2 separate regions of the Rattus norvegicus genome follow, and region 2 is linked to region 1. Evidence: chromatin contacts called from public Hi-C data. All regions are on one chromosome and are shown on one strand. Each heading gives the region's core, a stretch centred on a gene start, on an enhancer-like site or on the middle of the called end of the contact. The rest is flanking DNA. Distances are from core to core; before and after follow the strand shown.

Region 1 (2,780 bases), core at 23-2,522:
TTTGTTTTGGTAAAACTCATCAGAGTAGGGAGAGCAGACTCTGGCACATACCCAACACCTCAGCTCAGCCACTTTAGACCCTATGGAGTTCATCCTCCCGATCATGAGATGCCAAGAAGACCAGCACGGTGGTTTGTGGCAAGTGCTAACCAGGATGAAGATGCCGAGTCAGCCCCTGCCATAGGGATGCTCACAGAAGGCCCTTGCTAACAATGGGCTCTGCCTCGCCTTCCTCTCCTCACTTTTGGATGCAGAGACAGCAATGGCTACAAAAGAGCTTCAATTTCAGTTTCCTTCTTTCTCTCTTTTGAGGCAGGATCTCACTGTGTGCCTCAAGCTCCCAAGGATGCACCTGCCCCTGCTTCCCACTGGCTGGGATTAATGGCTGTGCAATATATCTGCTACTTGGGTTTCTTAGGCTTGCTGAGATGATAAACATGACTGAACACGTCCATTAAACTCTTCCATTTAGACAAAAGTCACCTTGTTTGTTCTGGGGGAGGGCAGGACTGGAGAGTGGGACCTGGGCTTCCAGCATGGTGGTAAAGCCCCCACTGCTGAGCAACATCCCCGGCCTGTTTCATCTTCAGACAGGGCCTACCAAGGCTTCCTAGGCTGGCCTTGAACTCTGAACCTCGGCAGGATCTGACCTTTAAGTGGCTAGGAAGTGGCTAGGATTGCAAGATTAAGCCACCACACCCAGCTCACTACTCTCTTAATCCCCTAATAATTGTGTAGAAAGTAGCTAGCTCAGGTTTCCCTTTGAGGAATATAATCAGGGTTTAGAACCGACTTCTCAGAGTGCTTGTGTGTCCTGTGAAACATGCTCTCAACACAGAAGGCATTTGTCCAAGCCACCCCGAACACTGGGCTCACAGTGACACTTAAAACATGCTTCTCTTTACTCAGCTCTTCTCAAGAGTCTGGTTTCCCAGGTGCAAAGCACCTGCATTTACCAAAACTCAGACCATCCAGAGACGCCTCTTACCTTGTGTTCAAATGGAGCACCGTAGTAGCCATCGTTCAGCCCAAAAATGATTTCATTCTGGTTGCGGGCATGGATCTAAGAAAGGAGGAAAACACACTATTAGTTGATCTTATTCCAGAGGCCAGAACATGACAGCTGTAACCCGCCCATTTCCACAACGACAGGCAGGCAGTTCTGTCTAAACAAAGGGGCAACAAAGAAAGCAGATCTCAGTGAGTGACAGAGGAGAAAGTCCATCTAGTCAAAAGCCTCACAATCACTGTGTGAGACTACTGGAGCCAAGAGTGGTTGTCACAATACTGCTTACCTTGGAAGGACTGGAGGGGGGTGGTGCAGGGGTGGTGTGGTGTGGGGGTGTTTGTGCAGGGAGAGGACAGTGGCAAACCACATATGCTCTGATTTAGTTTAAAAAATAAATTTAAAAACTCTACAAATGCTTTAAAATTATGATGTCGGATTAACTTTTACTTCCTATTCTTTTTGAGGTCAATTGCCCCATGCTGCAGTCAGTGTGCCCCAGACACATGACCTCACCTGCAAGGCCTGAAGACTACAACTTAGAAGGATTAAAGAACAGGGACTAGAGAGGGCTCATGCTTAAGAAACCAGCTGCTTCCAGAGGACCAAGATTCCATTACCACAACCCACATAAGCGACTATAGCTCTAGTCCCAGAGATTCAACCTCCTTCTGCCCTCCATGAACACAATACACACAGTGTACAGACATACAACAGTCCAACACCCATACACATAAAGTAAAAATAAATCTTTTTTAAAAAGCAGATTAAAGGGACTGGAGAGATGGCTCAGTGGTTAAGAGTACTGACTGCTCTTTCAGAGGTCCTGAGTTCAAATCCCAGCAACCACATGGTGGCTCACAACCATCCGTAATGAGATCCGATGCCCTCTTCTGGTGTGTCTGAAGACAGCTACAGTGTACTCATATATAATAAATAAAAAAATCTTTAAAAAAAAAAAAAGCAGATTAAAGAGTAGTGAGACCGGTGGCACAGACCTGTAATCCTAGCTCTGTGGGAGGGGAGCAAAGGCAGGAAGATCATAAGTTCATATGTGCTTCATATTGAGACCCTGTCTCAGAGAACACATGGAGGGTAGGGTGGGCAAGGAAGAAGAACTGAGATCTAAAATAAGAACTATGAAATGAACACCCAGATTTATTTCTTTTATCAGAAAGAATTGTAATATTTTTTTAAAAGGCCCTGCTTTTGAAATGAAATTAAGAAAGTGAAGGTTACAAAAGGGTGAAAACATGGGCTTCAGTCAGTGGATCCATCAGCAGACAAGCCCTGTGAGCACCGGACTCCATCTCCCTCCTTCCATGAACCACACACTTCCCGTTTACCTGGTTGCTTACTGAACCAAACACAGAAACAGCATAATGGTTCTGTAATCACCAATGTGTAATGACCATCATAAATCAAGCAAGAAGTTTTCTTCTTCTTCTCAGACAAAATATTTCAAAAATCAGTTTCAAGATTAGATGGGTCTGGAACTTTAGAAAAATATGTACCTAGAGAAAGAAGACTAAAATTATGCTCATCAAAACGTTAGCAACTGTAGCCAGGAGTGATCTCACTGGCCCCAAAACAACTATTACCTTTTTTTAAGTGTTTTTGTCTATTTAAAAAATTTTTATTAATTTTTATTTATATGAGTACACTGTTGCTGTCTTCAGACACACCAGAAGAGGGCATCAGATCTCATTACAGATGGTTGTGAGGCACCATGTGGTTGCTGGGAGTTGAACTCATGATCTCTAGAGGAGCAGCC
Region 2 (2,711 bases), core at 130-2,629, 150 kb after region 1:
GCCCAAAAAATATTTTAAGTTTTACCCCTGAGACCATTACAGAGTTGAAGACATTATGCCCACACGAGGCCCTGGGAGCTGAAAAGAGTGTTGGATTGGACAAACATTCCCAGCACTGACTTTGTGCCAGGTATGGTACACACACCTACCCACTTTGTCCTTCACTGTCACCCCGGAGAGCAATGTTGGTATTCGTGCCCCGTTGTACAGAGGAGGAAACTGAGACGCATGGCCCTTCTTTGGCTCACACAGCTACTGAGGGAGCGGAGCTGGGCTAAGCCTGGGCACCCTAGCTCCAAACGCAAAGCCCTCCCAGATGCTGTGTGAATGGCTGTGGGAGTTAATGAAGTGGGGGTGTGCTCCAGTCAGGCCCCCTGCACTGGTGACCTGGGGAACTGGGATGGCTAGAGAGAAAAGAGGGGATGGGTAAGGGCTTAGGTTGCAGGAGCTTGCAGGCCATTGCAAAAGTGAGTTTTGTCCCAAAGAAGGGTGCACTGTGGAGCAAGTGGAGTGCAGAAAAAGAAAGGCTCATGGTTGCACTTATGGTAGAGGGAAGGAGGAATGAGTCAGAGGGGGGAGTTTAGGACCCAGAACACAGGTTCTGGAGCAGTGGTCCTCACTAAGGGGAGCACATTTGCCATCTCCTACCCCTGTCTATGGACATTTGGTTGTCACAGCTGAAGGCAACGGGGCTGGCACATAGTAGGTAGTTGCCAGGGTGAGAACAGTCAGAAACGAGGGCTTATCTAGCCACGGTTGTCATTAGGGATTGAGAAAGGCTGCTGGAAGCTACTGGCTGGGAGGGACAGCAGTGGGGTGAGAGGTGGTCCACATCCCTCCAAGCTGACTCAGACAATGATCTGTGTGACGTGTCCAGGAATTCCTGACCCCAGGTCAGGGTCCTGGCCACAGAACTTGGTCCTGCCTAAGATCTTGGCCTGTGTAGACAGTGTTTATTCTGGGTGATGAAATCTCCACAGGGACACCCAGCTCCTGGGCCCACCTTTCACATGTGGTGAGGACTGCTCCCTCTCCGAGAACTGCCTGACACCCCACCGCTAGGTCTTAGAGAATCAGTAAAGGTGCAGTGTTCTGATTTTGTTTGATATTTTCACCCCTGGGAGCTAGTTTGCAAAATCATGGTAACAAGCAAAACGTGAAAGCCATCAGAAGAACACTTTGTTGGATGGGGAGTGCAAAGGCTTGGGGGGTGGGGTGGGGTGCAGCAGAGCTGGAAAAGAAAAGAGCCTAGAAGGGAGAGACGACACAGTACCCTGCGAGGTCGGCGGAAAAGATAGTCTGCAAGCTACAGCCCACTCCTGGTCACTCCGATCTTAGACCAGGCACATCCCAAGAAACCAACATGAGACCAGCATCTCACCCTCTGCTGGCCATCACCAGTATTGCCTGCCCCAGGCGGGTGCTTCTGCACAGAGCCTGAGGTAGGCAAAAAACAGACAGCCCCCGACTGTGGAAGGATCAGGAAGATGGTGAACATCCCCTGTCAGCCCTGCTGCCAGAAAGCCAAGTGGGCAGAGGCAGATGCCCTCTAGAGCCCTTGGTTACCCAGATCTGGAAAGTGTCACTTCTGGAGGCCTCCAGGAAGCCCCACTAACCTGAACCTTCTCTTCAGTCACTACTCAGGCTAAATTTTACTGTGGTCACACTGAACAACCATTTCCGGCTCAGGAGGCCTCTGGACGAGCAACTGGCCTCTGCCTGTGCTGTCCCCTTTACAAAAAGGTCTTTTCTCTGTTTTGCTCAGGACTATACCTCACAAAGAGAAAGAGAAGCCAGCGCCAGGATCTGCAAAACTCAGCAGAGCCCAGAACTAACCAGGCTTCCTTTGATGCCTCTTACAGGTTCCCAGATCACAGATTGCACACTGTCCCGGAGAACCCAGACCTCCCCAACACAGGGCCTAGAGAGAGGTGAGGCAGGGGAGGGGAGTCAGAATCACAGTTCAGAGGCCCTGGAGTGAGGACTTGGGACTCTGCCCTAGACATGCTCTTGGGTTCCAACAAGCTATGCTTGTGCTGTGCTGTGCTGTGCTGTGCTGTGCTATGCTGTGCTGTGCTGTGCTGTGCTGTGCTGAGCTGAGCTGTCTGAGCTGTGCTGTGCTGTGCTGAGCTGAGCTGTCTGAGCTGTGCTGTGCTGTGCTGTGCTGAGCTGTGCTGTGCTGAGCTGTGCTGTGCTGTGCTGTGCTGTGCTGTGCTGTGCTGAGCTGTGCTGTGCTGAGCTGTGCTGTGCTGAGCTGTCTGAGCTGTGCTGTGCTGTGCTGTGCTGTGCTGTGCTGAGCTGTGCTGTGCTGTGCTGTGCTGTGCTGTGCTGTGCTGTGCTGTGCTGTGCTGAGCTGTGCTGTGCTGTGCTGTGCTGTGCTGTGCTGTGCTGTGCTGTGCTGTGCTGTGCTGTGCTGTGCTGAGCTGTGCTGTGCTGAGCTGAGCTGTCTGAGCTGTGCTGTGCTGTGCTGTGCTGTGCTGTGCTGTGCTGTGCTGAGCTGTGCTGTGCTGTGCTGTGCTGAGCTGTGCTGTGCTGTGCTGTGCTGTGCTGTGCTGTGCTGAGCTGTGCTGTGCTGAGCTGTGCTGTGCTGTGCTGTGCTGTGCTGTGCTGAGCTGTGCTGTGCTGTGCTGTGCTGTGCTGTGCTGTGCTGTGCTGTGGAGATCTTGGGAGGAACCCCTGAAGAATAAACAAATCTGAGGAGTGGAAGTGAG

What was found. Hi-C and Micro-C count contacts between places; a contact is called where the count stands out from the background.
Region 2: a contact with region 1 is called in a Hi-C map of liver, with 6 times the contacts expected there. The contact joins two enhancer-like sites. A contact is called at or near these places in 6 of 12 Hi-C or Micro-C datasets (the A7r5 cell line, hepatocytes, kidney and 2 more).

What each region holds. Positions count from the first base shown.
Region 1 is chr1:162,796,614-162,799,393 of GRCr8, forward strand. Uvrag (UV radiation resistance associated) reads right to left here. Exons shown (of 15, transcript NM_001401542.1): 5 at 989-1,063. Among named protein-coding and RNA genes, the nearest start is that of Uvrag, 56 kb to the right of the region's middle. Within about 2 kb of position 1,273, at least 4 of the 93 cell types and tissues checked have an H3K27ac peak or open chromatin away from gene starts, as enhancers often do. A contact at or near this core is called in liver, where this site is marked.
Region 2 is chr1:162,943,857-162,946,567 of GRCr8, forward strand. The region is part of intron 2 of Mogat2 (monoacylglycerol O-acyltransferase 2); the gene reads right to left. It overlaps LOC120099888 (a long non-coding RNA gene), which reads left to right. Exons shown (of 6, transcript XR_010060689.1): 3 at 43-130; 4 at 1,863-1,931. Among named protein-coding and RNA genes, the nearest start is that of Mogat2, 13 kb to the right of the region's middle. Within about 2 kb of position 1,380, at least 5 of the 93 cell types and tissues checked have an H3K27ac peak or open chromatin away from gene starts, as enhancers often do. A contact at or near this core is called in liver, where this site is marked.